Linked DNA regions of Mus musculus: all the other regions are linked to region 3. The links are chromatin contacts, called in public promoter capture Hi-C and targeted proximity ligation maps. All regions are on one chromosome and are shown on one strand. The core of a region is the stretch at or near the end of the contact, and the rest is flanking DNA. Distances in the headings are between cores, read along the strand shown. Region 1 holds the start of Efemp2 (epidermal growth factor-containing fibulin-like extracellular matrix protein 2). Region 2 holds the start of Sptbn2 (spectrin beta, non-erythrocytic 2). Region 3 holds the start of Klc2 (kinesin light chain 2). Region 4 holds the start of Rbm4b (RNA binding motif protein 4B). Region 5 holds the start of Tsga10ip (testis specific 10 interacting protein).

Region 1 (5,759 bases), core at 187-2,686, 360 kb after region 3:
TTATTGGGTAAACCGCTTGCTACACAGCATGAGGGTCTGGGTTCAGATTTCCAGCCCTAGCATAAAGGCCAGCTATAGTGGTGATGCAGGTTTGTAACCCTTAGAGGGCCAGGGAGGTGAAGACTGGCAGACCACTCTGGCACTCTGGCCACGCAATCTAGCTAAATTAGTAATTTCCAGCGACAAACCCTGTCTTAAAACATAAGGTGAATAGGTACACACGAATATACCACATACATTACCACTCAGACAGTTAAATGAAATGAAGCAGATTTTTTTTTTTAAACGTCAAGGCAGAGCGGAGCATGGTAGTGTACACCTTTCATCCCAGAGCCTAGGAGGCAGAAACAGGCGGATCTTTGTGAGTTCGAGGCCTCATCTACTTAGTGAGTTCCAGAACAGTCAGAGTTACACAATGTGAGACCCTGTCTCAAAATGACAAAACAAAAACAAACAAACAAACAAGATGGAAAGAGGTTGGGTAAGGGAAAGTTAAGGAAGACCTGGTTATTGCCGCTAGCGGTCTGGGCCAGGCACGGGAACCCTGGACACGCAACCCTTTCCCGTCTAGGCCCGCCTTGAGACGTGGGCAACGCGAAGTCCCGCCCATTCACCCCTTCCTGGGCGCTGGAGGCACCCAGACTCCGCCTCCAAGGCATGATCTCCGCTGGGGGCGGAGGCGGAAACTGGGTGGGGGACTTGGATGGGAAGAGGCTCGGGAAAGGGCTGGCACTGGGCCCTAGTGTCCTCCGCGCCCAAGTTCAAGCTTGCCCGCCTTCCCAGGGGCTTCCATTCATTTCGAGCCAAGAATACTGCTGCCCTCTCCCCCATACTACTGTAGTTTTGCGCTGGCACGGCTTGGGGAAGCAGTACCCCAAGTAAAGAGACCACCTGGAGGCCGTGGATGTGGATGCAGAGGGAATTGGACAATTAATTTGGACAATTAATTAAGTTGGACGAGGGTCTGGAAACCTTGGATGAAGTTTTAGGATCATCTAAGTGATGATGGTTTAACACTGGATAAAATTCTGAAAGGAGTAGAATTTGAAGCTCTGAGGATTAAATGCCTAGTAGGTTCTGGGAGGCGCAGAATCGGGTTACACGGAGGTGCGAATGCACAGCATGGGATTCCGGAGGCACAGGTTAGATAGGGTCTAGGTGGGCAGAATAACATTTTGAGTGAAGGCCCGGGGTCCTTAGGTGAGTTTGGGGGCCAAGCATCAAGGTCAGTGGCCTAAGGATCCAAACTTTGGGAAACTCTGGCTGGGCGTCCGCAGGCGACTCCAGGCAGCGCCGCGGGGGACCGGGTGGGGGCCTGTGGCCGGCCGGGGCGGAGAAGCCGGGGGGTCGGGGTCCCTCCCCCTGGCGCGGGCTCAGGAATCCGCCGAAGGGCGGGCGGAGGCGCCGGGGTGGGCCGCGGCCGGCGGGCGGGCGGGGGGCGCTTCCTGGGGCCGCGCGTCCAGTGAGCTGCGCGGTCCGTCCGTCCGTCCGCCCGCCCGCAGGCACTGCTGGAGTCGACGCGTGAGTGGCCTCCAGCGGAGGGAGGGCGCGGGCCGTTTGGCGGCCGAGTCGGTGCTGCGCGGAGCGGGGAGGCCTGCGCTTCACGACTCGCGGGGCGGGGGCGGGGCGGTCCGGGATTGCGGGCCTGGGCCATAGGCCTGCGAAAGGATTCTGTCCCCAGCCCTGGAAGGTTCCAGCCTCAGCACAGTCCTGAGACGAGACAGCTGGGACCCAGGCTCCCCTTCCAGATAGAGGGAATGGGGGGTGCTGTGGCAGAAACCCCTGACTTCTGCCCACCACCTCCCAGCCTCAGGATGCTCCCTTTTGCCTCCTGCCTCCCCGGGTCTTTGCTGCTCTGGGCGTTTCTGCTGTTGCTCTTGGGAGCAGCGTCCCCACAGGATCCCGAGGAGCCGGACAGCTACACGGTGGGGACCGTGGGGTCACCAGCTTGGGATGGGATGGGAAGGACAGTGAGATCAGGATCCTGGGGAGGCTGCTTCTGGGCAAGATTCTCCCCGGCTTGGTTGGTGGAAAGCTGGAGGCCATTGTGTGGAGCTGACCCGAGCATGACTCTGAACTCTGGCCCTGGTCTTGGCCTGGCTAGTTGGTGGAGACAGCCAGGGTGGTCACTGGCCACATCGGGTTCCCTTCCAGGAATGCACAGATGGCTATGAGTGGGATGCAGACAGCCAGCACTGCCGGGGTGAGTCTCTGTCTGGGGTACTAGCCATCTTCAGGAACTGGGAAGGGGGTTGTTGTTTCCCAGGGATACCTTACCTCCCAGAGCTGCTGCAGGAACTTGATGGCCCTTTTCCCTGTCCAGCTTGGTAGCCAGCCATGCTTCCCTTGTGCCACTCAGTTAGGAGCCCTGCCCCTTCAAGAAGCTGGACAAACGGCCTCTATCCTGCAGGAGGGAAGGGAGCACCTGGCTATTGCCCAGAGAGAAGGAAATACGCACACCTTCCCTGGACTGCACTGTACCTGCCTAGCCCAGCTCTTTATCCCAATGCAGCCTGGGAGAGCCGTGCATGCCCCGTGGGTCGGCAGGCCCGCAAAATTTCTCTTGGGCAAAGGTAGAGGCAGGGATTTGAGGAGGCAGGAGAATGGAGATACCAGTGTGAAACAGGGGGCCCCACTCCCAGTCCTGCCAATCCCTGGCAGGGCTTCTGGGTCAGCAGCCTTAGTTTGCCTAGCAGAGAGAAAGTCTTGCTCTGTTGCTCAGCTTAGAGAAGGCCAAGTTGGGCATCTGCCTCCCACTACCTCCAGGGCCAGCCCAGGTGACTGGCTGTGCCCAGCAGGCCCCTCTCTGCAGATGTCAACGAGTGCCTGACCATCCCGGAGGCTTGCAAGGGTGAGATGAAATGCATCAACCACTACGGGGGTTATTTGTGTCTGCCTCGCTCTGCTGCCGTCATCAGTGATCTCCATGGTGAAGGACCTCCACCGCCAGCGGCCCATGCTCAACAACCAAACCCTTGCCCGCAGGGCTACGAGCCTGATGAACAGGAGAGCTGTGTGGGTAAGCAAGGGCTGATCGGGTGTCTGGGCTTCCACGCGGTTTATGAGTTTTTTCCCCGAGACAGGGTTTCTCTGTGGAGCCCTGGCTGTCCTGGAACTCATAGACCAGGCTGGCCTCGAACTCAGAAATCTGCCTGCCTCTGCCTCCCGAGTGCTGGGATTATAGGCGTGTGTTACCATTCCTGACTTTTTTTTTTTTTAATTTTTAAACTAATTTTGTATTTACTGTACAAAGTAATGCGTTCCATCATGGTATCATCTCCTGGCACATGTCATTCTTGTTTGTTTTCATCTTCTAGTAGCACTTTTTGGTCCTCCCTAGTTTTTGTTGTTGTTGTTTTTGTTTTTTATTTATTTTTTTGTTTTCTTTTGGGGGCGATTTTGAGACAGTTTCTGGATTTGATCCCCACCATCACAAAAACAAGAGGATCTCTGTGGGTTCCAAGCTAGTTGTGGTCTGTGTGGTAGCAGACACTTGTAGTCCCACCAGTGGGGAGATGTGAGCAGGAAGACCTGAAGGTAAAGGGCACCCTCAACCGTAAGGGCTTTGACTGAGGACGACCTGAGCTGGGTGAGCTCTTATCTCAAAAAGGGAGCTAATTAATTAATTAATTAGTAAAAGTAATGTTCCCTATAAAATCCCCAGGCCTCATGCTCCTCTTCCCCCTGGCTCCTCAGAGACAGATCCAAGTCGTCATCTACTGCAGGCTTAGCATGGTCTGCAGGCCCAGGAAGGCCCTGGCAGCCCCTCATTTCCTGTACAGACACAGGAGCTCTGCTCGCAGCCTCTGGCAGCTTTTTGATCTGGAGTCAGCCTTGGGAACCATTGGCCTTGGAGGAGGAAAGATCCTGGCCCTAGAGTCAGCTGAGGGGTGTAAATGGACAAGGTTTTGTTTGTTTGTGTATTTATTTATTTTTAAGACAGTGTCTCATTCTGTAGCTCTAGCTACAACTAGCTTGGAACCCACAGAGATCCTCTTGCCTCTGCCCCCCACGTCCTCCCCCAGTGGTGGAGTTAAAGGTGTGTGCCACCAGACCCCACAAGGCCTTATTTTAATATGCTCTCCTAGTGGGTACTTCTCCTAGTGACTCCTTGGTGGACTCTTTTTTTTTTTTTTTTTTTGTACTATTGGGATGATCTGAATTACACATCCATGATTTAGTGCCAACCACCCACGTGCCCATGTGAATGGAGTCTAGGGCAGTCCGCCTCCTCCCGAATTGAGATCCCTCACGTGGTCAGGAGCATATGGGGGCCTCCAGGCGAAGGCTGAATGCTGTCTCTCACAGATGTGGACGAGTGTACCCAGGCTTTGCATGACTGTCGCCCTAGTCAGGACTGCCATAACCTTCCTGGCTCCTACCAGTGCACCTGCCCTGATGGTTACCGAAAAATTGGACCCGAATGTGTGGGTGAGTTCTGAGTGGCTCTGCTAGGTTCTTGTTCTGTGACCTTGGTCTGGCTCCTGGTCTGATGCCTTACCTCACCCCAGTCCTCTGCTACTAGTGCACTCCTGTCACTAGACACGGAAGATTAAATGTGGGTGACTCAGCCCAGCTCGCTGACGAGGGCGGGCAGGGGTGGTTGCCGAGGTGAGCCAACTCAGGCCCCACCTGGCCTGTGTTCTACTTTCCCTCCCCCACCTCCATCTCAGACATAGATGAGTGTCGTTACCGCTATTGCCAGCATCGATGTGTGAACCTGCCGGGCTCTTTTCGATGCCAGTGTGAGCCAGGCTTCCAGTTGGGACCTAACAACCGCTCTTGTGTGGGTGAGGCTGTGCCAGACAAGGTTCTGGGATCCTGGGTGGAGATGTGTGACGTGGGGGCAGGATCTTCTTCTTGAGCCCAAGTTGAGTGTGTGTGTGTGTTTGGGGGGGTCTGGGCGTGACACTGCTCTCACCCTCCTGTTTGTCCTCGCACCCTCAGATGTGAATGAGTGTGACATGGGAGCCCCATGTGAGCAGCGCTGCTTCAACTCCTATGGGACCTTCCTGTGTCGCTGTAACCAGGGCTATGAGCTGCACCGGGATGGCTTCTCCTGCAGCGGTGAGAGTCACTTGTGCTACTGGATACAGCATCCCCCCCCCCCCCGCCTCCCCCCCCTCTGCCGCCTCCCTTAGCACTTGCAACATATTGGAGCAACTCCAGGCGCATGGTCATTTGCTTGGGGCTTCCGCACGTCTCCTTGCACTCACAGGCCTCCCTAAGCTCCGTCTTGAGCTTGTCGTTTGGCACTCCCAGCTTGAGGGGATGCTATGCTAGGGGCTTCTGAAGCTTGCCAGAGAGACAGAGAAGATGGAGGTGCCAGTCTTCCTGAAAGTTGAGTTGACTTGCATTGGAATCCTACACTGGGGAAAGTTTTCTCTTCTTTCTGGGCACATGTCTACTGCAGACAGGTTATTTGAGTATTAGGGGCAGTGATAACAGGCTTCATCAAGTCTCAGGCAGAAATAGTGGGAAGCACCATTTGTTTATCACTTAAAATTTTCAGTCTCATTTAGTCTGGCCAGGGATGATTGACTTTTGTAAAACAGGACATTAATATTCCTCCAGGTTGGCAGAACTGTGGAAAGCAAGCAGAGAGGTCAGAGAAAGTACTGACTTTCATCTTTCCACTTACTGAGATTGACATGACTGTCCAAGTTCAGAGGGGAAAGATGAGCCGGGCTGGGGTGTGAGCCCAGGCGTCTCACTGTGTTACCTGGCATGCCCTCATTTACTTTATGCTTTACCGGGAA
Region 2 (5,234 bases), core at 212-2,711, 410 kb before region 3:
GGTGCTTGGCTTAATTGTGTGAACCAGCACTCACAGTTCCCAAGTAGATATTAACCTCAGGGCATCCAACTCCAAGGCCAATGCTGCCCCTGGTACTAGGGATTGAACTCAAGGCCTTGTGCAAGGCCACTGATCGACCACTGGGCTACCCCAGACCCCAAATCTATACTTTTAATTCTTCTGCCCTACTCTTTCTCTGAACAGACTAAGAATCACAAGATAAGGAGTCTCTGCCGTAAGTTAACTTGGTTAATTTGGACTTCCACTTAGGTGTCTGAATATCATTTTGATTATTAATAAGAGTGAAAATTAGAATGCTTTTAAGGTTTTTCAAAAGATTGTGCAATACTGGAATGAAGAATTAATTTAAAAACACTATTCTTTTGGTCAATCACAAGACCTAATATCACCCTTGCCTACTCTAACCACAACCTAACAGGCTGTCTCTGAGACCCTCAGTTCCCAGAATCCTGAGCCACAGAAACGAAAGGTTTGCAGTTTGCCTGATGCTGAGCTGATTCCCATCTCATCATCAGTTTTAATGTCTCCTGGCCATGTTTCCATGACGACTATCATGTACAGCTTGGCCTAGTCCTGAACATCCTGACTACTCCGGCTCTGGGGTCAGGAGAAGCTCATGTTTACACTGCTGGATGGAGTGAGGTAGTTTTTTTGTTTTGTTTGTAATTACAAATTCTTGGCTGGCCTGGAATTCCCATGTAGAGCAGGCTGGCTTTGAACTCAGGATTTGCCTGTCTCTGCCTCTTTCTGAACTCTGGGATTAAAGGCGTAGCACATTCTACATAAGTGACTTTTTAAAAATCATAAACACCCTGAAATACAGTTTACAGAAGGCTAAATTCCCGTTTAATGATAGAATCTCAGATCTGATTAGCAGTTTAACAAAACTCCCCAGTCCCTCCCCAACCCACTTTATACACGAGGAAAACCAGGGCCAGATGGATAAAACAATGCAACTGTTTGGTGGTGGTAGCAAGGTTTTGTTTTACTTTACAGATTTTTTAAAACTACATTGAACACAGTGATCTTACTCTGTGAAAATCATACCTGAAAAGTAGTGTGATTACATGTAGCTGTTTTAGATATGCATACCTTCCCAGAAAGAAGCAAAATGGTAAAATTTAGTTAACGATAAAGCTATTTTAATACCCTAAGCTCAATAATTCACTGAAAGAACATTCTTTTTGTGGTCCTTTCTTGTCCATCTCAGGCATTCCTAGTGTATGAAAGGGCCTAGCTCTTCTCAGGAGTATAGAACCCAAAGGCTTGCTACAAAAATCCATCTTTTTTTTTTTTTTTTTTTTTTTTTCTCCCTTCTGGTACCTCCCTGAGCTTAGTTAGCTCTCCAATCTGGAGGAACAGTACTTTCAGAGCTGGAGTGGGGGTGGGAGTGTCACATGACATAACGCACTTTTAGCACCCACTGCTAGCACCCACTCTGTGCATTTGCTCTGATTTGGGCATATTTCCTTCCTCTCCTAGGCAGATAGCAGCTCACCTTGGTTAATGCCATTAAACCGTAGACCACTCAGCTGCTAATAAACCAGGAAGAAACCCGGCCGTGCTAGGACTAGAAATGTCCATCCCTGCCCCCAACCCCCTTAAGACAGTGACTAGGCCGGAATTCTCCTGGTTGATAAATGAGAGGAGCTGAGGAGCCGCTGTGATGACGGTTCCGAGAATCTGATTTGTGAGAAGGCGAATCTCCAGGAGCACCATGGAGATGCTTTTGGAAAGCGGGCCAGCCTACCTGCCAGAAGGAGGACGAGAGAAAGGGGGCAAGGCAGAGAGAAACGCTTAAGCGAGATGGCCTGGAGGTGCCCCAAAAGGGACCTTTGAAAAGGAAACGGAGGCCGCATCTCGGGGAAACCTCGGAGGTAAGTGACATTTAAAGGGGTTGCGCATCCAGGCAAAGGCGCGACAGAGACAAAGGTGGAATTCCAAACTGGGAAGAATAAGCCTGGTTAACTGTGGGTGGTACCCAGACGCCCAAGGGTGTCGCGGGGCTGGCGAGGACCGGAAGGTGGGGGTCAATCGGGGCATCCACGCGGAAGACAGTGGGGGGTCGGGAACTGGCGAAGGAGCGAACGTCCTGCGTTTGCCCCGGGGAAGGTCAGAGACCCCCTACCGGAGAACTACTGCAGGAACCTAGAGGGGCCGCGGTTGCCATGACGCCGGGTGGGGAGGGGGATGACTCGCGCCCCGCCCCAAGCCCCGCGGGGCCGCGAGCTCCAGATGGTCCCGGGCCTCCCGCGGGAGCCGACGGCCTGCGGCAGGGGGAGGCTATTGTCCTCCTTCCGCGGCGCCGCAGTCCCGCCGCTCGCGCCCGCGCGCAGCCGCCACGCGCCCCGCGGCCGCCGGCCCCGCGCGCCCCCCGCGCCGCTCGCGCCCTGTGACAGCGCCCTCCTGCCGTGCGCCCTGGGCCGCCCCGCCACCGCCGCCAGTAACCTCCCGCAACCACCCCTCGCGACCGGGCTGTGGGCGCGGCGACAAGTGTGCCCCCACTAGCCGCGCTCCCCGTGCCCGGCAGGCGCTCCGCACCCAGGTAGGTGCAGCCGGCGCCCCGGCCCGCTTTGTCCCGGCCGGCAAGGAGGCGCGCTTTGTGCGGCCGCGTGCAGGCGGCGGGGTCGGTCCTGGGGAGCTCAGGAGGGAGGATGCGACGCCGAGTTCCCGGGTCCTGTGCGGGACACCCAGGTATCGCTGTGAAGATTCTGGGGGCCGAGGCTTGGGGCACGCGGACCTCTATGGAGCGCAGAGAAGAGTCTGGAAGAGTTGGGCTGACAGACGCGCTGATGGATCGGGGTCGCCTGGGCTCGGAGCGCTTCTGGCAGCGCATGTTTTTAGCGGTGCGTCGGTTCCTGCGGCGGACCGGCCAGTGCTGGTAGTGGGACTGGGGACGCACTAGGTCTGCCTGGGGCCTGTGAATACCCAGCTTCATCTAGCTCCGCAGCTTGTTGGCTATGGTGCTGCGTGGGCTTTTCCTCCCCACTGTGGTAGCTATAGCTCCATGCTTCCTTTTAGGGCTCTCATTGATAAGAGAAGTGGACACGGTTGGTGGAAATGGCTGTAGCTGCTTGAGAGGATAAAACCTCTTCGGGCAGTGAGGAAGTGTTGTGTAAGGTGTTTCTGGAGCCCCTGTACATTTACAGGCCTGTGGATTCTGCCTGTCACACAACTACCCAGCAAGGCTGCCTGACTGGGGTTCCAATTCTAGCTCCACATTCCATAAACACCATCTACTTTGGCTCCAGCCTCCTGCACCCCAGGAGCCCATGCATGACACTGCATGCTTGTCTGAGATGCAGGTTTGATTTCTCCGTGGGCTGTTTCTCAGCTGTCTTCCCCCATTACAATTCCAATTTTAAGAGCCTGTGTTTGTAGGTATTGTCAGTAGATATCCGCTACCCAGTTTCTCTTTAAGGTGAGGAGAGAAGAGTGAGTTTCATATGTGTACGTGTACATCTCAGCTTGAGCACCGGGCAGCCCTCTCGGCATGTTGAGAGGAGCACAGGATGGAGGGAGGGGGTGAAGGAAAAGCTAAGATGGAGCTTAGACTTTTCCGGTAAGGAAACTGATGTCAGCTCAAGCTTAGGACGGGGGTGGCAACCGAGGGGAAGTGAGTCTGAATAATTATGCCCCGGTAAAGGATTTTTCATTTATTTATTTATTTTTAGACCAGGTAATTTTCCTGCCAGTGGTTTGGGTGCGGAGGTAACGTGTGCAACACCATGCTCAGCCTAAACAGCACATTCTAAAGGAGAAAATGAAAGTCTCAGTGTCTTCAGCCCAGCTCCCACATTTCTCACTGACTGGGGAAAGGTTGGGTTGTTGGTTTTGTTTTTATTTTTTTTTCTCCTGTTCGTTGCTGTGATGCATCTTTCTCTTGCTTTTTAAAGTACCCTGGGTTTCACTGTGATTCTCTTTTCTTTTTTTTCTCCATGCCAATCCATCCATTTATACTTTGAGTCAAATGAGATTTTTAACTTTGCCACCGTCCCCATCTGCCCTAATGTATTATTCACCCTCTGGTCATTTATTCAGCTTTGGCTTCCAGAGGCTGTCAAGCCCTGCAGACCTTCCTCTAGTTGTTAGTTCCGTTTGATGAGCTCTAGAGCCTGCTTCATCTTCCCTCTGTCCTGGCCTGGGGCTCTCGCTCTGTCCTGAGTGAGAAGAGGTATTTCATTTAGCTTGGGATATGGCCTGCACACACAGGGAAGCCACCCACAGACACACTCACCCCAGACACTGTGCCTTCGAAGCTCTCAGAGGTCCCTAAGTGGTCCCAGCTGCTTGCTTGTCATCTTTGGCCATTAGTGGTCCTCCCTGAGCTGCCTGGGAATGAAAATCCCAAGCCCATTCCAGATGTGCTGCCCATTCCAGATGTGCTAAGCCTGATCTGTCTCAGTGGCCCAGCACTCAGGTCAGGTGGTTTGTATTTGCGACTCCTTGGTCCATGCTAGTGCTTAGCCCTGAAAGTCCTCCAGCTGAGAAGCAGGTCTTTCCTCCTCCTGTCTTCATTCTCTCCACGAGCCTTCTCTTCATCCTTAAGAAAGACATTGATTCAGTGACCAAAATAAGAATCATGGGAAATTCCTGTGATACCTCTTTATTGAATACCTGTTCTGCTGAGTGACCAATACTCCAGTTCTCAAGAAGTTAAAAGTGGAACAAGCAGAGACACATAAACAACTAATGGTCATAACTATGTTGAGCACAGTAACAGCTGCGTGCAGAGTGCTAAATGAAGCCCAGAGGAGGGAGGTAAAGAGTGGGGGAACTAGATGGCAAGGCAGGGCAGGAAATAGGCTTTCTGACTTTTCAAACTAGTGTCAATGGAGGAAGGTGAGAGAGGGTCAGCTGCCTGCAGGACCAACGCAGTCTGTACCCAGCCGGACTTGGGTGGGCATAGGTCCGGCAAGACCTCTAGCCTGAAGCTAGTGGGAGCTAACACTGCTCTGACACTGACCACATAAGCTTCGTGGGCCGGGCTGAGGTCAGCGGTTAAGAATGAGGGAATGCAGAACTATAATCTGGATTAACGGTGGTGCCTCCCTTTTGCCAGAGTTCACAAATCCTTGGAGGAGAATAAAATTGAGGATTCGCCATTGAAGGGGGAAGGCAGTATGGGGCTTGGGGTTTGCTCGACGTGTGAGCATGGAGATCCAGGTCATACATAAGGGACAATCGAGGTAGGAAGATTCAAGCAGAAAGCC
Region 3 (5,539 bases), core at 1,933-4,432:
AAGACAAGTTTTCTTTATGTAGCCCTGTCTGTCTTGGAACTTGTTCTGTAGACTAGGCTGGCCTCGAACTCAGGTATTCACCTACTTTTGCCTCTAGAGTGCTGGAATTAAAGGTGTGGGCCACTCTACTTGGATATTTGAAAACATTTCAAGGGATAGGTGTTTTTATAACCACTAATCTTAAAAAAAAAAAAAAAAAAAAAAAAAGTCCAGATGGCACATGCTCTGTTCCAGCACTTAGGAGGCAGAGGCAGAGGCAGGTGGATCTCTGTGAGTTCAGAGCCAGCTTGATCTACATAGTAAGTTTCAGGACAGCCAGGGTTATGTAGAGACCGTCTCAAAAACAAAACAAAACAAAACAAGTCCTCAAACAACCTGGAAGTACATACAATAGATGGCATGACCACTATGTTTTTTGGGAGGGTGGGGGGACATGTTGGTTTGGGGTTTTTTTTTTGGGTTTTTTTTGTTTGTTTGTTTTTCGAGACAGGGTTTCTCTGTGGAATCTGAGCTCTCAGACTCTCCCTTTGTTCCCCTTTGGTTACAATCTACCCACTGTAGCTAACACCAATATATTACTGCTTCCTGTCTAGGGCTAGTGATTGTTCAAAGAACCCTGAAGGGTGGCTGACAGGAACTCACTTTGTAGACCAGGCTGGCCTAGAACTCAGAAATCTGCCTGCCTCTGCCTCCCGAGTGGGATTAAAGGCGTGTGCCACCACACTCAACTTGGTTTGGGTTTTTGAGACAGGATTTTTCTGTCCTGGAACTCAGTGTAGATAAGGCTAGCCTTGAACTTGGAAATCTGCTTGCCTCTGCTTCCCAAGAACTGCCATGCCTTGCTTGCTATTTTAAAGACAAAGAAATTAAGACAATACAAGCACCCCAGAATTTCTGGATCCAGGCAGTGGCTTGGCCAAGAACCACAGAGAACAAAACCCTTCTCTATCCGACAGCCCAGTATATGGGGAACTAAACAGTCTTTCTTCCTGAAACTTGCTAAAAGCACAAACATCCAGGAGTTGTGCTGCCCCCACCCCAGTCTAGAACTGGTGTCTCCATGGCTACCCCTCTAATTCAAACTCCCTTCTAGCCTAGCAGTGGCTTCCTTGTCACTTGTTCCAAGAGTCCATCCTTGGCCTACTAAGGTTAACTCTCCATAGCTCCCAGAGAGATCTCAGAAGCTAAGTCAGGCATCTTCTGCTTGTTAGACCCTTCCACAGGCCACCTGATGGCCTGGACATATTCTGTCTTCTGCTTCCTCACAGCCTCTAGTGTCCCTCTCGCCCTCTCCGTAAGTTCTAGGTACACCATTCTTGTCTCCCTTCAAGCCCACGAGCTCTCCTACCTCGGTCTTTACACATGCAGCTGTCCTCTAGTTGCCTCTTTGGAGGCCAGCCCTTGAGCTAAAGTCATCTCAGAGAAGTCTTGCCTGATCAATAGACAAGACTCCCTTCTACAAACTGTCACAAGATCTTACTGTCCCTGGAGCACTGATCACAACTTGTTTCAAGTAACTAGTTGAATGTGTGTTTCTCTTCTCCTGTTGTACTAGGGGGGAAAATCATCTTATTTTGTTTTGAAGGGACAGTAGGGGAGCCAGGATCTTACTATGTGACTGACCCAAGCTGGCCTGGAGCTTGGGATCCTACTGCCTTCACCTCTCAAGAGCTGGGATTGCAGATACCATGCCTAGGGAGGACACAGACCTTGTCTGCATTCAATCTGCATCCTGAGCATTAACACACTGTAGCTCAGCACACAGTAAGTGAGAAGCTATACAACTTAATGAATTCATGCATAATTGTATTGTGAGGGGAGGTTACTAAAGTATTTCTGCTTTCTTCTGTCATCCCAGTCTGTTAGGTAGAATGAGGCCTGAATGGCATAGCTCAGTGTGAGGTAAGGGTGCCCGTTGGGGCAGGGCGCAGGGCTGGCATTTCCAAAGTGTATTCATTGAACGTTGCTTATTGTCCTAACGTGACGCTCTGAAAGACTTGTGTTTCCTTGCTGAGGGTGTTCCTACATCACCAGGGCCCTTCGGGTAATCTTCCACCACAGCCCCAACACTGACCTACCTGAGCCTCCCCAAGCCCCAGCTCGATGGCCTCCAGGGAGCGGCGCAGGAGGAGGCAGCGCTCCTGTGAGCCCGGCTCGGCCTCGCCTGCTTCATGAGAAGCTAGGGGAGCTAGCAGGGCACGATGCTCCCCTCTCAGGGTCTCTAAACCCTGGATCACCGCCTTGGTGCCCAGCACTATCTCGTCCTGACTCAGCTTCTCCTCTCGAGGAAGCACCATCGTGGCCATGGTCGTGCCGTCTGTGGAGGCAAGGGGTGGGGCAGGCGGACGCCAGGCCTAGGGCCACACCGCCGTCCACCCCAAGTTAGGTAAACACCGGGAGGTCCCCGGACGCCTAGGTCCCTATGGATGTCCAGATCCCTCAGCCCGCAGTCCTCGCCGTGCCAGCACGCGGCCTACAGGGGGCGCGCCAGGCTCGTCTAGCCTAGGGAGACGCAATGCGGTGTGACTGAAGTGAGGCTGGACCCCGATTCCGCCCCAGACCACCGGCTCAGGCCAGTTGATCTAAAGCCCATCTTCGAGAGTTATTCGGAACTGTCCTAATCGGTACACAGAGCACTAGGGCATTGCAAGGCGTTCCCAAGTCAGACGCCACAGGCTCTCCGGGCAACTGGGTCTCAGCCCTGGCGACAGCCCCTTTCCCAGGGCAAGCGGAACCACGAGCCCCTCCCCCAGGGCCGACCGAGCCCCGCCACCCCGTCCCCGCCCCCGCCGCTCCGGGGAGACTGCGGTCTTTAGTTTCGGGACAGGTCTCTTCAGGCCGCGCCCACAACGACCCCTCCCGCAGGCTGGCCTGAGGCCCGCAGACCCTCCCTAGAAAAGGCCGGATTCCCAGCCCCAGCCCGGGACCGCGCCCCCTCCCCGCGGGCCGGTCGGGTCCTCCCACAGGCCGCGCCCACGACCACGACGACTCCTCCTCTAGGCCGACCTGCAACCGCTCCTCACTGTCCGGCTTGACTGGGTCTCCCGGCCCAACCGGCCGGCGCCGACCTGCACCTTCTGCTTTGGCCCGGCTCCGGCTCCTGCTCCTGTCCCGCTTCACCCGGATCCTCGACCGTGAGCTCGTCTCGCTGCCTCCATCCCGCCGGCCTTCCCAGCAGTCCCCGCGCCGCCTTAAAGGTGAAGCCGCTACCTCGGCGGCGTCGGAGGGGGCGAAACACGCTCCAGCCGGCCAGCTCGCTGCCTTAAAGGGGCCCCGCAGGCCTGGCCGGCTTCGGGGTGGGGCCAGCCCAGACGGGACGCAGAGGGGCGTGGCTGGACTCGCCCCCTCGGACCAGAGCTTCCAGGTCTGTGCGCTCTGCGGAGCTCCGACCCCGGACCAGAGTGACTGAGGAGCAAGAAGGCCGACCTCCTCAGATTCCAGAGCGAGTCGGTCCACATTGATTGACTGTCAAGTGTTTTTGTCGATGTCTTAGTGCATTGACTTAATGCTCACAAAGGGCTGGTGAGGTGGGTGTTGCCATTACCCACCTCTCACACATCTGACCCCCCAGCCCCCTCCGCGCTCTAGAGACGCACCTCTTACCGGCTTCGGAGGTGACTGTGCCTGTAGGGAATTCTCAGCATCTAGGTTTGCTTTGTGAGGGAACAGAAGGAGGCTTCTGGTTAAAAAGGAGAATTGGGTGGGAAGGAGCGTGTGGAGGTCGGTGGAGAAGGGAGAAGATCCACGCCCCTGAGGGGAATATCTGGGTGGATACTGCTGACCAGATAAGGAGGTCAGACGAGTGCCTTTGGATTGTGGTGGTGTCATTGGGGGGCCTCAGATTGGGTGTCACCAACTCGGAAGGAAAGACCTCTGTGCTAGATAGTTTTATGTCAACTTGACACAAACTAGGGTCATTGAACAGATGGGAATCTCGGCTGAGAAGATGCTGCCATAGGATCGGGCTGCAGGAAAACCTGTTTTCTTACTGATTGTTGTGGGAGGGCCCAGGCCAGGGTAGGTGAGGCCAGAAGGCAGTTCTGAGCAAGTTCAGAGGGCAAGCCCAGAAGCAGCACTCCTTCATGGGCTCTGCATCAGCTCCTTTCTCTGGGTTCTGTTCTCTCTGGGTGCCTGTCCTGACTTCCTTCACTGGATGAAGAGTGCACCAAATAAACCCTTTTGGTCACTGTGTTTCCACACAGCAATATTAACTCTAACTAGGACGGCCTCTTTGGTCCCTATCCCACTAGATTCTACAGTACTCTTCCCATCTCTACTCCACACCCACTTGGTGCTGACACAACATCGGCCTTTCTAACATTTTTCTTGTTTTGCCTTCTGGAATGTAGGTCATCACCTGTTGGCTGGGGCCTGGGGTAGATAGAGAATGTGGTAGCAATCAGTAGACGGCTACCTTACAAAGCGTGCGGAGGGGAGGGGATGGCTGAAAGGATGCCTCGGTGGTGAAGAGCATTTGTTTCTCCTGCTCAGGACTTGAGTTTCATTTGCAGCACCCATTGGCTCACAACCATCTTTACCATTTCCAGGGCATCGATAGATACCGCCATCTGAGTTCAGCAGGCACTAGGAACTCATGTGGTACACACACATACTTGCAAGTGAAACACTCATACACATAAAAAATAAATCAGAAAGCCAGGCGTGGTTGGTGCACGCCTTTAATCCCAGCACTTAGAAGGCAGAGGCAGGTGGATTTCTGAGTTTGAGGCCAGCCTGGTCTACAAAGTGAGTTCCAGGACAGCCAGGGCTATACAGAGAAACCCTGTCTTGAAAAACAAAACAAAACAAACAAAACAAAAATCAGAAAGGAAAAAAAAAAGTCAGAGAGATACACTTGCCCCTGACTAGTCCTTCCAAACCTACATTTGGTCTCATTTTCTGTAACAAGGGGCCAGCACCACCCTCAGCCAACTTCTCAGTTGACAAGTCTATAGGCATCTCAGGGACCTGGGGTTTGTCTTTTTTTTTTTTAAGGTATTTTCCTCATTTACATTTCCAATGCTATACCAAAAGTCCCCCATACCCACCCCCCCACTCCCCTACCCACCCACTCCCCCTTTTTGGCCCTGGCGTTCCCCTGTACTGGGGCATATAAAGTTTGCAAGTCCGATGGGCCTCTCTTTTCAGTGATGGCCGACTAGGCCATCTTTTGATACATATGCAGCTAGAGACAAGAGCTCTGGGGTACTGGTTAGTTCATACTGTTGTTCCACCTATAGGGTTGCAGTTCTCTTTAGCTCCTTGGGTACTTTCTTTAGCTCCTCCATTGGGGGCCCTGTGATCCATTTAATAGCTGACTGTGAGCATCCACTTCTGTGTTTGCTAGGCCCCGGCATAGTCTCACAAGAGACAACTATATCTGGGTCCTTTCAGCAAAATCTTGCTAGTGTATGCAATGGTGTCAGCGTTTGGAAGCTGATTATGGGGTGGATCCATGGATACGGCAATCACTAGATGGTTCATCCTTTCATCACAGCTCCAAACTTTGTAACTCCTTCCATGGGTGTTTTGTTCCCAT
Region 4 (5,923 bases), core at 486-2,985, 360 kb before region 3:
TCTGGAAGTTGCTCTTAGACCAGGCTGGCCTCCAACTCACAGAGCCGCCTGAATGTGCTCATCACCACCCAACTCACATAATAAAAAACGATAAAACTGGAGGCTAGAAATGATATCACACACCTGTAATTAACCAGCACTTGGGAGGCTGAGGTAGGAGTGTGAGTTCAAGGCTAGTCTGGATTACACAGCCAGTTCTTGGACAGCCTTGACTACACAGAAAAGCCATGTCTAAAAGAGGCAGGGAGGGAGAAAGGGGGTGAAATGAAATTGTATAGAAAAATGGGAACTGGGCTGGTGAGATGGCTCAGTGGGTAAGAGCACCGGACTGCTCTTCCGAAGGTCAGGAGTTCAAATCTCAGCAACCACATGGTGGCTCATAACCATCCATAGCGAGATCTGACTCTCTCTTCTGAAGTGTCTGAGGACAGCTACAGTGTACTTACATATAATAAATAAATAAATAAATCTTAAAAAAGAAAAAAATGGGAACTGTTAGTAGAGCATTAGTTGTGGAGCCCCCACAAATTTGGGAAGAGATCCCAAAATACAATGTACAAGGTTAGGTGATAGCAGATCCCGAGGAGGTTCCAGGACAGCCAAGACTGCCAGAAAACCCCATCTCGAAAAACAAACCAAAAAAAATTAATTTTAAAAATGTGTAATTACAATTAGACAATGCCTTCTGAAATGAGTGGGAAACATGGATTTGGTAAAGAAATGTTTCCAAGTAGCTTGGGTGCAGGAAGTCAACTCGGGGAACTGATCTCTATACTATTGGAGGAGCTGGTGTTGGAACTACCACAATGGGGAATTGTTTTGACAACAATGGGGATGGTCTAACAACCATCCCGGTGCCTCTTCTAGGAGATGAATTCAATCCCTCAATGTCTGTAAGCCCGCTGCTTTGTGATAGTGATCCACCAAGCTGGTACCCTGCTTGCCACCAGGAGGTGCCCTTGGACCGCAACAGAGAGTCTGGAGCCTGACAATTGCCTGTGCCTCAGGCAGCTTGGGACGGATGCGGAACCCTTGTCACTCATTCCCCAAACCTGGATTCTCCCTGGACCTCTGGACAACGTATTCCTTGGTAATGCTCACCACATTTCAGGAACCAGGATAGACAGATACTACGAGGGAAAGCCAGCCCACGTATATTCATGAATAAACATGACAAAGTATAGTTTGGATAGAGAAATGCCTCCCTCAGACCTAACCTAGTTCTAACCCAGATTATCTTTCTACTCCACTCTCAGTCTCAGCTTCTTCACCAATGAACAACACTATTGCAGTGAAAATTAAATTGTTTTACGGGAATTCTTACCCCTTCCTACCCAAACAAGGGAGAGATTAGGTTAAGATGTGGTAGTGCCTGGGTTTCTGAAGTATCGCTCTCAGCAGCCAGAGGTTGAGAAAACCCCCTTCTAGCGGGCCCAGTGACACAACCCTTTGTCATCAGCCCCCTCGACAGTGCGCCCAATACCACGATCCATTGTGATGCTTAGAGACTCCCCCGGGCCTTACGGTTTTGCCAAGGCAATGGTTGCTTCCTGAGCCCCCTTGACGCGCAAGCCGCGACCCACTCCCAAGGCGGTGATTGGCTAGCCCGGGCTGGGGGCGGGCTGACCTTCGCTCCGCAGTGCCGTCACCACATGACCCCGCCCCCGCACGGGGGGCGGACAGTTGTGTGCGGCCGCAGGATTGGTCGCCCCGCTCCTGCGAGGGGGAGGGGAGGCAGGCAGCGCGCACTCGCGCGTGCGTGAGCTGGCGCGCGAGAAAGCGCCCGGTCGCGCCGAGGCTCGAGCGGCCGTCGCCATTTTGTAGGGTTCTCTCTGACGCGGGACCCGCCGCCACCGCCGGCACCACCCGGAGGTAGGAGAGGATGCTGTGGGTGTGTGGGAAGCCCTGGAGCGGACTGGGCCGGACCTCGGAGGGCCGGGAAGGCTCGGGTTTGGGGCCACTCATCTTCTGAGGAAGGTCCCGGGAAGACAAGGAAAGGAGGCGGGGCCGGGTCTCCGGAGGGGGCGGGGCAGGGGTCGGGCCGAGTCTTTGTTGGGATGTTGCAGCGGAGGTTGGGCCGCTGAGGATAGGGGTCCAGTGTTGGGTGAAAGAGGGCTTTCGTTCTTGGAGTATGGTGGGAGGGGATACCGCGCTGTGGAGAGGTACACAGATTTCCCTCCAAAAACCCGTAACTAGGGACATTCAGATACTTCATGCCTTCCACTTGTCTTTCATCCCTGTGCTAAACCGTGAAGGAGCTAACCTTGTAGAGTCAATGTGCCTGACCTCACGGATATATATCTTAGACCTTGTTGTGCATTCTGACCCCCGACCTTCTGTTGGCATTGTCACACAGCAGTTCCTCTCTCAAAAAGAACTGTGAGGGTCGGGGTGTGCTGTAGTGTCAGTTTCTCACTTCACACCTGACTTTTAAAATCTTGTTTCTTCTCTGCCAGGCTCTTGTCAGGATGGTGAAGCTGTTCATTGGAAATCTGCCCCGGGAGGCCACAGAGCAGGAGATCCGCTCACTCTTCGAGCAGTACGGGAAGGTGCTGGAATGTGACATCATTAAGAATTATGGCTTTGTGCACATAGAGGACAAGACGGCCGCTGAGGATGCCATACGCAACCTGCACCACTACAAGCTGCACGGAGTGAACATCAATGTGGAAGCCAGCAAGAATAAGAGCAAAGCTTCAACCAAGTTACACGTGGGCAACATCAGCCCCACTTGTACCAACCAAGAGCTTCGGGCCAAGTTTGAGGAGTACGGCCCAGTCATCGAATGTGACATCGTGAAAGATTATGCCTTTGTACACATGGAGCGGGCAGAGGATGCGGTGGAGGCCATCAGGGGCCTCGACAACACAGAGTTTCAAGGTGAACTGTTCTGGGGATTGGGTGGCAGACCTTCGTGGAGTCTCTAGCTCAAGGCAGAGGGAAGAACACAAGACCACAGGGCTTCAAGAGTGGCTTCTGCCATTCTTTTAAATGCAAAGAACAGGTTATGTTTACTACTCTTAGCATAATTCACTCTGGGGAAGTAAGCCTTCCCCATTGTATTCGCCAAGCTCCTTCTCCACAACTGCATGGGCTCCTGCCTGCCTGCCTTTGGTCTTCATTCACTTGAGTACTGTCACAAGTCTTAAGTTGCCTAGGCAGAGAAGTAGTTAGGTAGTGTGAGAAGGGCTAGAGGTTAGGACTTTGTTGCTGGTTTGTGGTGGACCCAGAAGCCTTTGAGAGTTTTTACCCTCTGCTGCTTTCGAGGATGGCTGGTGGTAGTAAAGAGGAAAAAGGGAATCTAGAAGAAGCGCAGTATGAGAATCTGTGGTGAGTCTGGTTGGGTAGATGGGTATCTTTGAGGTGTTCAAATTTGTTCAGTCTGTGGGCTACTACAGGCAAAGCCAGGAAACAGGTCATAGGTTCTTCTGCTCCATCTATTACTTTAACAGGCTAGGAAAACAGCTTTTTTTCTTTAGAAATTGGATAGGAATGATGGTCTTGCTTCTAGGGAAATTTCATCAAGGACATTATAGAGCTTATTATATTGCTTATATTGATCATAAGTATTATCACCAGTACCATAGGATCTTGTCTGAAAATACTTGCAATCGTGTTACTATAGTAACCACTAGTTACAAGTGGCTACTAAATTTAAATTAATTCAAGTAAATTTTCAAATTAGATTTTTCCAGTGTGGGCAAGAATGAGAGAATGGCTACTGTATTAGGAAACAGATCAGACCCACATTGCAGGAAGTTCATTGGTTAGTAGTTATCCAAGTCTTTTATTGACACGGTCATGTTGGACCACAAATTCAAGTCTACTTTTCTAGTTCCTAAGTCAACATCTTTTTGTGGCCTAAAAGTTAAATATACAAAGGTCCTCTTATTAGAAAACAATGAATTGGTGGAGAAAAGGTAAACTTAAATCAGAAAAGTGTAAATATGCAAATAGTGATGCTTACTGGAGGCTCACTATTATGTATTCTAGCTTCACCACTAATACCCTGGCCTTTAGTTATTGAAAGCCTAAACGTTGTAGCTGATTCCTGTCCTTAACCTCAAGTTGACAAGTGTATTCCCTATGCTTTCCCCATTATAAAACAACTCTGTGTGCCTCTGTGAAAGGATGGCAGGGAGGTAATATGTGCATTTTGACAATAAAAGCAATATTAATTAAAGTTGAATGCTATTTGCAACCACGATTGCTTCTACTCTGGTTAGGAAAGTACTTAAAATCTGACAGTTAAACTTTAAACATTCCTAATTCTCACTTGATGTGGAAAGAGGTCATAAATGCGCAGGGGAGCATAAGGAAGGAGTTCCTGCCCCAGCCCTTTGGTTCTGGGGTCATCCAAGGGCCCCACAAATACTGCTCTACCATGAGTCTGTATGTCCCCATCCCTGAAGAAGGTAACAAAATGGGAAAAAAAAAAAAAAAAAAAAAAAAAACCTAAATTTGCAACTGAAATTCTCAGTGTATAGTATACGCCCTTTTACATTTAACTCAGGAAATGAGTTAAAAGGATGAGAAGGATGAGTACATGGGACCTTTTTTTTTCTTTGGTGCTGACTATTGGACCCAGGATCTTGAGCATGCTCTGTACACATTTCCACTGAGTTATGCTGCTTATCCCTTGTATTTGCTTAATAACAGATATAATTACAAAGAAACAGGGAACTGAATAATGCAATGGATGTATTTTTATTTTATATATATATATATAAAAATATAAATAAATCACTTCCATAGAAAGTACAGACAATAAACTGAGTTGAAAAAGAATCATTTATTAGTATCACATTCTTTTTCTGGCTCTTCTGAAGAGTGATTGGCTCTTGCTTACATATGCAGGTATTTTTGTACTCAGCTAATTTTTTTCTCCATGATGTAACAAAGTTTAGTACTGGGTAATTGTTTTTTGATTGTTTGTTTGTTTGTTTGTTTGCTGAGACAGCCCTCACAATCACAATCCCGCTTCAGACTCTAAGTGCTGGCATTATACATAAGCCTGTCATGTGTCTTCTTGAAATTATAATCTAGATGCCAACTTGGCATTTTGTTCAACTTAATGCCTTTTTGGTTGATAAAGTGCCACTTTGAACATCTTTTGAATATTCTGTGCATTAATGGTTGTCTAGTATTTAAGTTTCTGCATTGTGTAACTTCTAAGCATAGACTAAGTTTACCTGGGGCTTTCAAGATGTCTCCTCTCCACAGGCAGCAGTGAATGCAGTTTGAATTGGAACCACAAAGAAGCTGTTCCCAAGTAACCATCCGGACAGCTGAATTGGGAAGGATGTGCAAGACCTTAGGGGTGTCCTTCTAGTGACAAAGCAATGGAGCATTATCATGTCACCTACATCTCCAGTCTTCCGTGAACCCTCACCTAAGATAGACCTTCAGAATTAGGATTAACTTTTTAGCATTTTAATAGTCTCTCTTGTTCTAGTTTTCAAGAGAAAATGCTTTTTCTGGGCTGATTTTCTGGTAAATATTGTAAAATTTCAGTAACTTAGAGATTCTAAAGCACAGAATTTTATTTTACAGGTGTTTCTAGCTCTAAGTTCACAACTGTAGAAATGGATTTTGCCACACTAGAGCATTCTCATCCTCTACACTAAAAGCATGACTAGTGCAGGGCAGACATCAAGTAAAATCACTGTAGTTCAATGGAAAATGAACTCAGTCAGAATCTATCAAAGTCAACAAATTCATTGGTTTTTTTCCCCCTTAAAAGTAGACTTGTAGCCGGGCATGGTGGCACACGCCTTTAATCCCAGCACTCGGGAGGCAGAGGCAGGCGGATTTCTGAGTTCGAGGCCACCTGGTCTACAAAGTGAGCTCCAGGACAGCCAGGGCTATACAGAGAAACCCTGTCTCGAAAAACCAAAAAAAAAAAAAAAAAAAAAAAAAAAAA
Region 5 (5,713 bases), core at 1,325-3,824, 280 kb after region 3:
TATGGAAAGTACGATTAGGGAAGTTGGCAGACAAGAAACTTTCATCATCTCCCAAGATGGGGGTCTTCTTGTTCCTGGCAGAGGCCTGGACAGCTGCCCGCAGCGCCTTCCAGGTCTGCTTCTGGGGACCTTTCCATGGGAACACCAAGTCTGGATCACACTCTCTCCTGGTTCCCTGGGCAGTTCCACCCAGCATCCAGACAACTCCTGGCCCACCCCAGCTTCTACCGCCGACCCCACCCCTCCATCTGAGCACAGAGTTCCCAGGATGGCGGCACCTCAGGCCTCCCTGCGGTACTAACCACATTCCAGTTCTTCCTGTAACTGCCTGTGTAGCCGCTCCAGGTCCCAGGGCCCCTTCAGGTCCTTGGCCCTTGAGATCCCCTTCTGTGGCTTTCGGAGACTGTTGAAGCTAGAGCTGCTTCCCTGGTTGTGGCTCTGCAGCTCCCCCTCTTCTGAGCCCTTCTCTCCAGAATTCCCCCCCTTATTGACAGAACTGCCCTTTCCCTTGTGGGGGTCGCTGTGTTCCTCCTCCATCGCCTCTGATATCAATTCCTCCTCCAAGATCAAGCTCTGCCCTGGGAGCTGAGGCAGTTCCCCAGAGCTGAGACTTTTCTCAGCCTCTTCAGAATTCTGGCCTTCTATCTCTAAGACATCCTCAGACTCTGATCCTGACCCTTTCCCTGATAACCAGAAGCTAGGTTGATCTAGCCCTTGACTCTCCACTTTGCTCAGAGGCAGGGGAAAGTTGGCCCAGCCCCCTAGGTGATGTCTCCTCCCCACGCTTTGCTCTTCCATCTTGTGGCAGGCTCGAAGGTCTTCTGAGAGGTTGGCTACTGACTTGTGCCTGGACTTGCACTGGGGGGCTGCTGGAGGGAGGAGCAGGGGTCGATGGCCCATGGCCATAGAGGAACTTGACTGAAACAGAGCCTGGCCATCTATGATGAAGCTCTCCCAGGCCCACTGGAAAGGGAAGGAAGGCTTTCGAGAAGGTGGACTGAAGAGACTGCAGGAGGAAGAGGAGAGAAGTCAGAATGAGGGTCCTCCTAGTCCCCAGTGCACCTTCCAGTCCCTCCCCAGCAACTTACTCCTCTGCCTCAGCTGAGCCACGGCCTTTCTTGTTCCGCCTCCGGGCCTTTCGCTCTTTCTTTGTTGTCTGCCCTGCGCTGTAAGATCTTTGTAGCTGGCAGCTCTGACTCTGGAGACTGTCACCACTCCCAAGGCACCTCTGGGCAGGGACAGGGAAGAGGGGAGCTCTGACTAGCCTCCCATATGGTGCTTCCTCTTCAGGTTCACCTCCCAGGGGCTTCCTCTCTGTCTAGACTGTGCTGTGGCTGCCTATAACCTTCTCTGATCATTCACTACCTCTTCTGTTAAGACAGCACAAGCTGGACTGGAGAGATGGCTCAGTGGGTAAAAGCACCCGACTGCTCTTCCAAAGGTCCGGAGTTCAAATCCCACCAACCACATGGTGGCTCACAACCATCTGTAATGAGATCTGACGCCCTCTTCTGGAGTGTCTGAAGACAGCTACAATGTACTTACATATAATAAATATTAAATATTTAAAAATAATATAATAAATATTAAAATATTTATAAATATTATTAGTTTTTGTTGTCTTGTTGAGATGGTGTCTTGTGTAGCTGAGGACGGTCTCAAGCTCACTGTATAGCTGAAGATAGCTTTGTTTTGAGATGGTGCTTTTCTGTGGAGCCCTAACTGTCCTGGAACTCACTCTGTAGACTCGGCCTCCAACTCAGAGGCCAACCTGCCTGGGATTAAAGTTATGTGCCACCATGGCTTGGCTGATGATAGCTTTGAACTACTGATCCTCCTGCCTCTGTGTCCCAAGTGTTGGGATGACAGGCTGCACCAGCATGCCTGGTTTGGACTTCTTTAAATTTTAGAAAAATATCGGGGTGTGATGACACACAGCTGTAACCCCAGATACGCAGGAAGCAGAGAGGGGAGGACTGTGAGCTCCAGGACAGCCCAGATCAGGTAATTTGGTAGGAGACTGCCCAACAAGCCATCCACTGCTGGCACCCCAAAACACCAAGCCACACCACCCACAACAAAAGCTCACATTTTTCTGGATGTCACCCAGGGCTCTGGACTTAGTGCTGAGGAAGTGACAAGTTCCTTAGTGGAAGGAAGGAAGGAAGGAAGGAAGGAAGGAAGGAAGGGTTTTTATTTCCCTAAACTCCTTTCCTCCCTGCAGTGTTCCCAAACTGCTCCATCTGTCCTCTGTGGTCCTTGTCCCAGGCATTCCCAACTGTTACCAGGACCTGAGCTCCAGTCTTACGTTTCCTCAAGAGCCTTAGCCAGGGCTGACCTCTTCTGGCCTAAGATGCCAATGGGCGGTTGAAGCTCCCCAACTGGGCCTGCCTCCCTCACCTGGTCCTCCGGAGAGATGCTTGATAGAAGTCTGAACAGCCCTGTAGATGTCCCTGGAACCAAGGGCTCTGTACTCTGCCTTGGTCTCTCCGATAAGGCCCTAACCAACAGTTGGTCAGTGTTTAGCATATTGGCATGTTGCCCTCTCCCACCCCTACCTGCCAGCTCTGGAACTGCCCTCTCTGCCATCTCCATGACAACCAGGCTGTGACCGGTCTGAATGATTCCAGCAAAAAGTACTCGGTAGCGATCAGCCAGAGTTCTGCTGGTCTCCTTTACGAGACTGTGTTCAACAGCGCCCAGAACTGCCTTGGGCCTTGCCTCTGCCCCTGCAACCTGACCTGGTATAAGCTCCCTACTTCTCTAGGCCTATGTTTATCCATCTGCTTTTGAAGGGATATCAGAACTTGTCACCTCAAAGGGCCCTCAGGTCCTGTGAAAATGCCCCATTGCTGCACAAGGCAGGCCATGGCCTTCTGGCCGCAGGATACTGTGTCCCTCAGAGAGGCAGCAAGCCCCTCAACCTGAGAATGACAGAACTTCAGCCATACTTGTTTCCTGAGCCTAATGGTGTATATTTATACATTGACTGGCTTTGTTTTGAGCATTTTGTTTTGCTTATTTTAGACAGTGTCTCACATGTAGCCTAAAAAAATTAAAAATTAAAAAATAAAACAAAAACAAAAACAAAACATGCTGGGCAGTGGTGGCACACACCTTTAATCCCAGCACTCGGGAGGCAGAGGCAGGCAGATTTCTGAGTTCGAGGCCAGCCTGGTCTGCAGAGTAAGTTCCAGGACAGCCAGGGCTACACAGAGAAACCCTGACTCAAAAAATCAAAAACCAACACAAAAACATGTAGCCTAGCTAGCTGGCCTGAAAGTCACTGTATAGGCCAGGCCGTCCTTGAACATACCGTCCTCTGCTTTTCCTCTGCTTCAAGAGAGCACTGGGATTAAAGGCGTGCGCCACCACACCCAGCTGGCATGTACATATTTTAAACCTCTCTAGCCATGTAAGGGCCCATTGGATCTGAGAACTCCTGGTTCACTTCATAATTGGGGGAGCACATGATGAGTGGTTGGAAGTTGCCACTGAGCCACTAGGCTTAAAGGGAAGAAGAACATAGGATTACCGAATAGCCGCTGGGCAAAATACAATTTTAAATTTCAATTAAAATAAAAATTTCAAATACAATAAAGTTCAAAATATGATTTAATTTTCAATTAAAAGAATAAGCCTGGGTCTGGAGAGATGGCTTAGCAGTTGAGAACACTGACTGTTCTTCCAGAGATCCTGAGTTCAATTCCCAGAAATTACATGGTGGCTCACTACCATCCATAATGGGATCGGATGCCCTCTTCTGGTGTGTCTGAGGACAGCTGCAGTATATATATGAAAGAAAGGAAGGAAGAGAGAAAGAAAAGAAAAAAGAATAAGCCTGTCATTTTACTGTTTCTATTGCTACAATAAAACACCATGACCAAACAGCAAGTTGGGTGGGGGAAGAGTTTGCTTGGATACATAGTTCATCATCCAAGAAATTCGGGATAGGAACTCAAGCAGGCCAGGAACCTGATGGCAGGAGCTGATGCAGAGTCCATAGAGGTGCTGTTTATTGTGTTGCTCCCCATGACTTGTTCTGCTTCTTTCTTATAGAACCCAGGCCCACCTGCCAAGGGATGACCCCAGCCACAATGGGCTGGGCATTCCCACATCAGTCATTAAGACTAAAGGCTTGCTACAGCCTGATCTGACACAGGCATTTTCTCAACGGAGGTTTCCTCTTCTCAGATGATTTTAGTTTGTGTCAAGTCACTATAAAGCTTTGTGGCATGCCTGTATTGTTAGTATTCTTCAGTGAGACATGCTAAGTAAGGCGTAGAGATATATAGGACAGGAAACTTATTCATGGAATTAACTTATGTAACGAGGATGGCTCAGATGCCCCACAATAGATCATCTGCCTGCAAGATAGAGATACCAGCAGCAGTGGGGCTTCAGAAAAAGTTGAAAAACTTAGAGCCAGGGAACTCCTCTTATAACTTATAGTTCATGGTCAAAAGCCTGAGAACCAGAGCTCCCTGGGGCAAAGGCCAGAGACGCTTGAGTTCTTTTAATTTGTTTGTTTGTTTGTTTGTTTGTTTGTTTTTCGAGACAGGGTTTCTCTGTGTAGCCCTGGCTGTCCTGGAACTCACTCTGTAGACCAGGCTGGCCTCGAACTCAGAAAAATTTTATTGTGTGTGTATCTGGGGGATGGGGGGACACCAACATGCCACCGCATATATCTGGAGGTCAGAAGACAGCAAAACTCTAGGAGTCCTTCCTGAGGATTGAACTCAAGCCATCAGGCCTGACGGCAAGTGCCTTTACCTGCTAAGCCAACCACCTTGCCACCCAGGAGCCTGGAATTCTGGTGGCAGCAGAAGTTAGCAGAGCTCCTGAAAAGTCCTGTTTTCTTCCTGTGTCTACCCCAGCTGCTCCAGCTGCGTGGATGATGCCCATCAGCTGCCGGGGCCCATCTCCCTGCTTAGTTCACTAAGACTCGTGGTCTAGCTTCTGGAAGCATCTGTGCTCTATTGACTACTTAGTCTGGTGACGTTGACACCCAGAATTAACCATCATAGAAATTATTCTATTTGTTAAAGGCAAGGTCTTATGTTTTGAACACTGGCCTCAAGCTATATGTAGCAAAGGATGGATTTGAACTCTTCAGCGCCTGTCTCCACCTCTCATATATTGGAATTACAGGCAGAAGTTTCCAACCCATTGCACTTTTGCCTGAGACAGGTTTGTTTGTTGTTTAGGGTTTTTTGTTGTTTGTTTTCAAGAGAGGGCCTTACTCTGTAGCCCTGGCTGTCCTAGAACTCACTCTGTAGACTAGGTAGGCCCTCCAACTCACAGAAATCTGCCTGCCTTTGTCTCTCAAGTGCTGGGTTTAAAGGTATGTGCCACCAAGCCTAGCTCTTGAGATGTGTTCTTGCTGTGCAACCCAGGCTGGCTTTGAGTTCTTGATCCTCTTGCCCAGGCTCCAAGTGCTGGAACTGTAAGTGTGTGCCACATTTTAATTGTTTTTAATTTTTTAAAAAATATTGACATTTTTACTTGATATGTATGGGTGTTTTACCCACAAGTATATCTGTATGTATATCACATGAATTCAGTGCCTGCTGAGGTCAGAAGAGAACACTGGATCTGGAAAGGAGTTACAGTTGTGAGCCTCCATGTGGGTGCTGGGAACCCAACCGAAATCCTCTGGAAGAGCAGCCAGTGCTCTTATCCTCTGAGCTGTCTCTCCAGCCCCAGCCTGATC

What was found. Promoter capture Hi-C pulls out the DNA fragments that hold promoters and counts their contacts.
Region 1: a contact with region 3 is called in a promoter capture Hi-C map of stem cell-derived epiblast-like cells, with 2.8 times the contacts expected there. A contact is called at or near these places in 10 of 39 promoter capture datasets (the 3T3-L1 cell line, the C10 cell line, erythroid cells and 4 more), 2 of 484 Hi-C or Micro-C datasets (both in embryonic stem cells), 5 of 130 datasets of targeted methods (the NIH/3T3 cell line, cardiomyocytes, embryonic stem cells and 1 more) and 1 of 9 other capture datasets (pancreatic islet).
Region 2: a contact with region 3 is called in a promoter capture Hi-C map of frontonasal cranial neural crest. A contact is called at or near these places in 1 of 39 promoter capture datasets (frontonasal cranial neural crest) and 1 of 130 datasets of targeted methods (pancreatic cancer cells).
Region 4: a promoter capture Hi-C map of pre-B cells shows a contact between it and region 3, with 2.6 times the contacts expected there. A contact is called at or near these places in 1 of 39 promoter capture datasets (pre-B cells), 2 of 484 Hi-C or Micro-C datasets (embryonic stem cells and pro-B cells), 2 of 130 datasets of targeted methods (large pre-B cells and pancreatic cancer cells) and 2 of 9 other capture datasets (adipose tissue and embryonic stem cells).
Region 5: a contact with region 3 is called in a targeted proximity ligation map of embryonic stem cells, with 6 times the contacts expected there. A contact is called at or near these places in 13 of 39 promoter capture datasets (the 3T3-L1 cell line, the C10 cell line, cranial neural crest and 7 more), 1 of 484 Hi-C or Micro-C datasets (muscle stem cells), 16 of 130 datasets of targeted methods (the HPC-7 cell line, bone marrow-derived macrophages, craniofacial prominence and 9 more) and 4 of 9 other capture datasets (adipose tissue, embryonic stem cells, liver and 1 more).

The regions. Positions count from the first base shown.
Region 1 is chr19:5,473,254-5,479,012 of GRCm38.p6, forward strand. It overlaps Efemp2 (epidermal growth factor-containing fibulin-like extracellular matrix protein 2), which reads left to right and starts at 1,437. Exons shown (of 11, transcript NM_021474.3): 1 at 1,437-1,521; 2 at 1,808-1,925; 3 at 2,155-2,203; 4 at 2,813-3,019; 5 at 4,309-4,431; 6 at 4,674-4,790; 7 at 4,948-5,067. The coding sequence starts at 1,815.
Region 2 is chr19:4,709,747-4,714,980 of GRCm38.p6, forward strand. It overlaps Sptbn2 (spectrin beta, non-erythrocytic 2), which reads left to right and starts at 1,462. Exons shown (of 37, transcript NM_021287.2): 1 at 1,462-1,898. It overlaps Gm42061 (a long non-coding RNA gene), which reads right to left. Exons shown (of 3, transcript XR_003952887.1): 2 at 4,259-4,564; 3 at 3,903-4,181.
Region 3 is chr19:5,115,116-5,120,654 of GRCm38.p6, forward strand. It overlaps Klc2 (kinesin light chain 2), which reads right to left and starts at 3,183. Exons shown (of 16, transcript NM_008451.3): 1 at 3,007-3,183; 2 at 2,079-2,317. The coding sequence starts at 2,306. LOC115489018 (a long non-coding RNA gene) reads left to right here. Exons shown (of 2, transcript XR_003952889.1): 2 at 1,586-4,217.
Region 4 is chr19:4,754,790-4,760,712 of GRCm38.p6, forward strand. It overlaps Rbm4b (RNA binding motif protein 4B), which reads left to right and starts at 1,736. Exons shown (of 4, transcript NM_025717.3): 1 at 1,736-1,872; 2 at 2,457-2,880. The coding sequence starts at 2,469. The region is part of intron 2 of Gm21992 (predicted gene 21992); the gene reads right to left.
Region 5 is chr19:5,399,932-5,405,644 of GRCm38.p6, forward strand. It overlaps Tsga10ip (testis specific 10 interacting protein), which reads right to left and starts at 2,575. Exons shown (of 8, transcript NM_001373978.1): 1 at 2,401-2,575; 2 at 1,089-1,228; 3 at 303-1,006; 4 at 1-129. The coding sequence starts at 2,529.